2 separate regions of the Rattus norvegicus genome follow, and region 1 is linked to region 2. Evidence: chromatin contacts called from public Hi-C data. All regions are on one chromosome and are shown on one strand. The core of a region is the stretch at or near the end of the contact, and the rest is flanking DNA. Distances in the headings are between cores, read along the strand shown. Region 1 has its middle 180 kb from the start of Trnak-cuu5. Region 2 has its middle 21 kb from the start of Trnak-cuu5.

Region 1 (3,024 bases), core at 234-2,733, 200 kb before region 2:
GAAAATCCAGAGATTGTTACAAAAACACAGAGTTTTTAAAACATAAGAGTACTTTTTGATTTAAAAGCAAAGTCAAATGTCAGGGTCCAGAATTATAATCATGGATACGTGGGAGTTGTAGATAAAGGAATGAAGGCCACAGAGGACAGGTAAGTACATCAGCATCAATCAGATTGGCTGTTTAAGCTCTCTTAGGCCCACTGTAGTGATTGTATCTACAGGTAAAAGCTTGGAAGACCTGGTGAGTCTTGTTAACAGTTAACAGATATTAGCTCGTTGCTGTCTTCATCATCATCATCATCATCATCACCACCATCATCATCATCACCACCATCATCATCATCACCATCATCATCATCATCACCACCACCATCATCATCATCACCACTACCACCATCCTCACCACCATCATCATCATCATCATCACCACCATCCTCATCTTTTCCTCCATTATCATCACTTCGTGAATCTCAGGGAGGGTGAGATTAGGAATTAGGTGGATACCAGAGGCACCTGAATTGAACCAAAGAGGAAAAACACACGGCCGAGAGAAGACCACATCAAATCACAGAAGCTTTCTGAAAATTCTGGACTCCAACTTAGTAGGCAAGTATGACTTTATAGAAAAGGCAAACTAGAGAGATTGGGGAGTGGAGTAAAGAAAGGAGTCGGTCAGTCTGTGAGAAATACATGGTGAATCCTCATTGTCAGCCCAGAAGATTAAGTTGAAAATTGGGTCCATCCTTGCTGAAATATAAACCAAGGAGAAGACTCTTAATCTATTGGAGAAATCCTGCTGGGATACTACTTATGTAGTCAATCCTTGTGGTGGTCCTTGGAAAACTTGGGGGAGAGGACACAGATAGGGTAAGAACAGACATGCAGGTGACTGCCCAAGAAGGGACAGGTGACAAAAGGCAGGGTAGCCATGTGAGTTCCTTTCCAGTTGATTTCCACAGCACAGAAGGAAGAAACACCCAGGGAAAAGGCTGGACTTCTCGTGGGAGGTTAAAGGGAGCCAAAGATGGACGACTGCCAACTGTCACAAAGCTGGGAAGATAAACAACTGGCCAGATGTTCCAGAGAAGACCTGTGTGACAACCTGAACGCGTGCCAGTCATCTAGACGGATGAATAAACAACAGCCAACTGGGGCGGTTGAACTTGTGGGTCCTCCAGGTCGTGCTGCCAACGCGTGGTACAGCGAGCCACTCACTCGAATGATGCAACCTGAAGTGATTCTCATTTCCTCAGTGTCAATTAGGATTTTGGTAGCAAAACAAAAGCCTAGCAAGGAGGTGAAAGAGAGACCTCTCAGGAGCTAATGGCAGCCTGAAGCTCGATGTTCCAAGCTGTGATTGACGGAGAGAGGCTCCAGGGTGCAGCCACCGGTGGAACATCCTGTTCCTGTTACTCTGAGAGCTGGAGGCATTAGCAGCCTGGTGATGTTGACTTGGCTTTTCTCTCCTGGAAGGCTGGCCTCTCCAGCCTGTTTCAGCATCCCGGGACTGTGCTACATAGCCTTCTTGGCACCACCCACAGATCTCTGAGCCCTTAACAACCTCCCATTTTGCTACTATGCCAAGAGAGTTAACTATGTGAGTTTTTTTCCCCCAGTCAATAGCAAGTAGCCCTGAACTGTGCGGTAGTCTGTCGTCTGTCTCTCTGGCACCCACTGTGTGACTAAGATGGTCTTGGGTCAATGTCTGCCATCTGTCCTGTGATGGCACAGCTTTCCTGGGCCTCTTTAGCCACCATCCCTGGCCTCCTGTTGAGTAATGTTCTTTTTCTTGTCCCAAATGTTGAGTTCAGTCACTATTTAAATGTGGATAAACAGGGGAGAGAGGTAAAAATGAGCTCCCAGAAATCTAGACTAGCAGGCATTGCATGCTTCTAGGGTAGGCATTAACTGTGGAAGATGGGTCTCTGGAACATGAGGCAGTGCTGTAGGGGGTTGCTGAGATGGATGGGGTGGGGGAGGTAGGAAGGAGAGAAGAAGGAAGTGAGCCTGAGTAGCAGGAGGAGGAAAGGAGTCAAAGGCTCTTGACCCCAGCAATCTCAGGGATCACTGGTGACAAAGGAAGCCATTGTCCCTTTGAGGTGTTGTAGGGGGGTGAAGCCAGAAGTTAGAGCAGTGATGAGCCAGGGTTGGGACATGGTGACGATAGGAAGTTGACTATTTAGAGACCTGGAGCATTGGTGGGAGGATTGGTTGAAGGAGGGAGCCCCCCTGCTTTGGGGAATTGAAAAACAGCAGAGAATAGGAGCTCTGAGAGGTGCCCCTCAATGTTAAAAGGGCCCTGGAACTAAACTTGTTGAAATGACACAGAGTTCTTAGTTAACATGTCTTGCAGGATGATTGATTAGAAAATATGACTGACCTGATAGTACAGCTTAGCGGACAGCTCCTTGATTGAACCAGTGATCTCTCTCTCTCTCTCTCTCTCTCTCTCTCTCTCTCTCTCTCTCTCTCTCTCTCTCCTCTCTTTTTCATCTGTCTGTGCCTCTTTCTTCCTTCTTTATTTTTCAGCTGAAAATAAAGTAAAATGCTTGACATTTGACATCATCCCTCTGGCTCGGCATACTGTCCCATTTTGCACAACTAGATGTCATCTCAAACCTAGAGCCAGTGCCTGGGCAGGAGCTCCTGCTACCCCTTTCCTTCTGATACTCCCAGCGGCTGCCTTCCCTGTCTGCCTCCCATGCCTCCCAGATACTCCAGAAATTACCACTGGGGTCTTTGGCCATGAGACAGGCTCATTTATTAAAAGTTGGAAAGTTGGAGTGTTGGAGAAGCACAAAATAAGAGCCTTCTACAAAAAGCTCCTCTCGTGTTTTCCATTTTCTTCAACTGTAGGTTGAGGACATAAACAAGCACACCTTGAGCATCGGTTCTGGACAATGCGGCATTTTTATGAATAACAGTACTATGGTGATAGCAGAATGTGCTAAGAACACTAAGAGGCATCAAGCGCTTTGTGAGTCGAGAGGAGGAGAGCTTTACTGTGCACGTTCAATTGTATGA
Region 2 (3,206 bases), core at 539-3,038:
CTGACTGGACAGGAGTATGTGCTTACATGAGTTGGTTCTCCTGTCTCTGAAAAAAATCAAGGAATTCCAAGGTCCAACCAGGCATCAGATCAGCCCGCAGGGTCTGCAGGATTGTAGACCATTTGAATCATTTGGGTTACCATTGCCCTATGGGGTCTCGTAAAGGGTGAGTAGAAGGCAGTTATAACCATGACACCAGAAAACAGCAATGTCAGATCATGACCCTCTGCCTGTTACTGTTCCAGTGTTGATTGATAAATTACATTTTCAAAGATTACATCAGTAATTCATGCTTTATTACTCCTGAATTAGTATAATGCTTCAAATCATCTTGTTGTAATTCAGCATAATTATCTGTAATTAAAAATAAATTCCTGTAGGGTGAGAATATTAATTCCAATTCAAGCCTCTTTATTTCAGTGTGAATGAACCAATGCCCAACTCTTACGCAACATCGCTGAGCACAGGTGGGAATGTCACTGGCTCTGATGTGTTTGTGCTTTGTATCTTTCTGTGAGCTCCAGCCCTCGTCCAACGTTTTTGACTTACTTGATGTTCTTACAGGGTCTAGCTTGTGTTGTTGTTGTTGTTGTTGTTGTGTTAGATTAATTCACTTGAAGATTCTGAAGAAAGCTGTGGAAGGTATTCAAGGGCAAACTTCACTCAGGCACATATACCTAGACTGTGAGCTTTCCCCCAGCCCTGCTCCCCACCCCCACAGCCATGGGCATCGGCACTACTGGGAACTTGTTACATTTCTGAGGCTGAGAAGATCAGGAATCTAGTTTTTAACCAGGCCTTCTGTGTTTCAGATGGCTGGGAGCTTTAACAGCCCAGGAGGAGAGAAGACTCCTGCCCTGACAGACACTCTTGAGTATGCTGTAAGCTCTCTCCACGCGCACTCTGAGTGAAGAAAGGGTAACAGATCCTCACAACTCTGAACTTGTTGCCTTCCCTGGGTGTTAACACCTGCCCAGGTTTGCAGACCAACTATCTTTCTGCTCCTGTGGGAGCAGGGTGGAGACTGGTGGCACTATCACCCTCCAGGTGTCAGGGTGGAGACCCAGCTGGGGACGCCCCCAGAGAAATGCTCCCAGGTGTCTGAAAGCACTAAGTCAGGTTCAGGAGGTGTTAGAAGAGGCTGGCTTCTCTCACAGGGAGCATACCTACAGCGAGCTGGCAGTGCCTCCCACTTGTCTCACCCTGGGGGACCATTGCAGGCCACCACTGCAGGACTAGAGTATGATGACAGATAAGGCACCTCCAGAGTTGCTTTCTAAATGGTTCCCTGAAAGAAACGTTATTTTTCAGCCAGATAAATGTATTGGGATTTGATAATTTAGTTGTGTTTCCATGCTGAAGTTTTACTATGTGAGAAAGGCATTACTAAGATTCAAAAGAAGTTCTCACCTAAACCCCAATCCCTCTCCAGTAAATGTTCCCATGCATGTTTACTGCCATAATCAGTCAGCACATGGCCTCCTCCTCGTGAGCACACTTTGTTGGTACATAAATATCCATGTATTATTCGTTCATTGAACTTTTGAAGCAATGTGCAGAAATCTGTAAAGACCAGAGCACCATGGATTCCATTCTGAGCTGCACAGTGAAAATGCGGGTCCTTCCATCCTCTTTGTATACAGAGGGATGTCTGATGCAGTCATTTTGGGGAGATGAACTCCCATGACTTGCTTTCCCTGGGCACGCAGACTCTCTTCTGCTCTCTGCCTGCAGGTTGTTAAGGTTAGTCGGGGTCATTGAAAATGAATGTTTCCAATCTGAATGTTAACAGTGGAGTGACCTGCCTATTTTTCTGGCTAAAACATCTGGGAACTGTTTGCCAGTGGATCTGCTCTACATGGCCCCCAGCCCAGCTTCTCTATCAATCAGATATTTCGAGTCCCTTCTCTCTGATCTTTTTAATCTCCTCACGGGTTTACTGCTCCGATGCTGAGGGTCGCTGCTATTTCATATATATCCTTATAAAAAGTTCAACTATCTTGTATTTTGCTTTTTCCAGTTGTGATTCATGCCCTGGTTCTCAGAACAGGGCAGAACACTTTCTCTTTCTTCTAAAAGTACAGGTTGGTCTGTAAGTCTCACCCATTTTCGGGTGCTACTGACTTGAACTATCGTCTTCCCCTATTACCAGCTGCATGGCTCAACCAGGCTTCTAATAAGACAACAGCAGTGAGTAGTTGATCAAATTCTGCTCCCACCACCTGATCCCTCTACTTTCCAAAGCAACTGATTCCTGAGACCTGGGGCAGGCACTGGGCAGGAATCCAGTATCTACTAGGCTTGTAGCCCATGAGATACCCTGACAGAAAAACCATACCAGATTCAGGTCAGGAAATGATTAACTAGGCTAGTTAAAAATTATCTTTGAGGGAATTGAAGTGCAGATGATGGCCAGTGCCTACTAGCTCTGTAAGCATAACCCACAAGGAAGTCCAGGACAGTACTACAACCAGATAGCAGCTAAGATTTAAGGGAGAAACATCATGGGGGCAGTGTAGGGATGTGGGGAGCTGTGGGGGCTATGGGGACCATGCTGAGTCCTGCATGGCCACTGCAGAAGGGACACCATGACACAGTTCCTGCCTCTGGAGTAGAGTAAGCAGGGGTTGGGCCTCAATAAGTGCTGACAGTTGCTACGGGCCTGGGGTGTTTGTTCGTATAATAATGTACATATTTTCATGTTCCTCCTTTGGAGAATGCTCTCCCTGTTAAGGTTAAAGACTCCATGATAATTAAAAGCAGCATGAGTCTGGGAGGCAAGGGTGTGTCTAATGTCCTTAGCAAAATGGTAAATTCTATGACCTTCTGGACAGCCTTTAAGGCTGTGGGAAAGAACTCTAGAAACTGAGTTCAAGAATGTATAATTTCTCAACTATGCAAAAGATGAGGATGCAATATGAATAGTATGAGGGGCTTTATGGACCTAAAAGAACGAAGGCAGCTGTACTAATGAGTCACCTTGTCAGAAAGATGCACAGGCAAGCAGATTTCTGAGTTCAAGGTTAGCCTAGGACAGAGCAAGTTTAGGTCTAGGTGTAATGGGAATGGTAATCTCATGACAGGTTCCCACCCAGCTAAACTTTTTGTTTGTGCTTACAAAGGCAGGCAGATCTCTGAGCTCACCGTCTCTTTCTAAGAATCAAGGGCTAATAATCATAGAAAGCTGATCTCTGGGATAATCAGAA

Evidence for each region. A called contact is a pair of places that touch in the nucleus more often than the background predicts.
Region 1: a contact with region 2 is called in a Hi-C map of liver, with 2.4 times the contacts expected there. The contact joins two enhancer-like sites. A contact is called at or near these places in 3 of 12 Hi-C or Micro-C datasets (kidney and liver).

The regions. Positions count from the first base shown.
Region 1 is chr2:138,723,673-138,726,696 of GRCr8, forward strand. No RefSeq gene overlaps it. Among named protein-coding and RNA genes, the nearest start is that of Trnak-cuu5, 180 kb to the right of the region's middle. Within about 2 kb of position 1,484, at least 10 of the 93 cell types and tissues checked have an H3K27ac peak or open chromatin away from gene starts, as enhancers often do. A contact at or near this core is called in liver, where this site is marked.
Region 2 is chr2:138,923,308-138,926,513 of GRCr8, forward strand. No RefSeq gene overlaps it. Among named protein-coding and RNA genes, the nearest start is that of Trnak-cuu5, 21 kb to the left of the region's middle. Within about 2 kb of position 1,789, at least 5 of the 93 cell types and tissues checked have an H3K27ac peak or open chromatin away from gene starts, as enhancers often do. A contact at or near this core is called in liver, where this site is marked.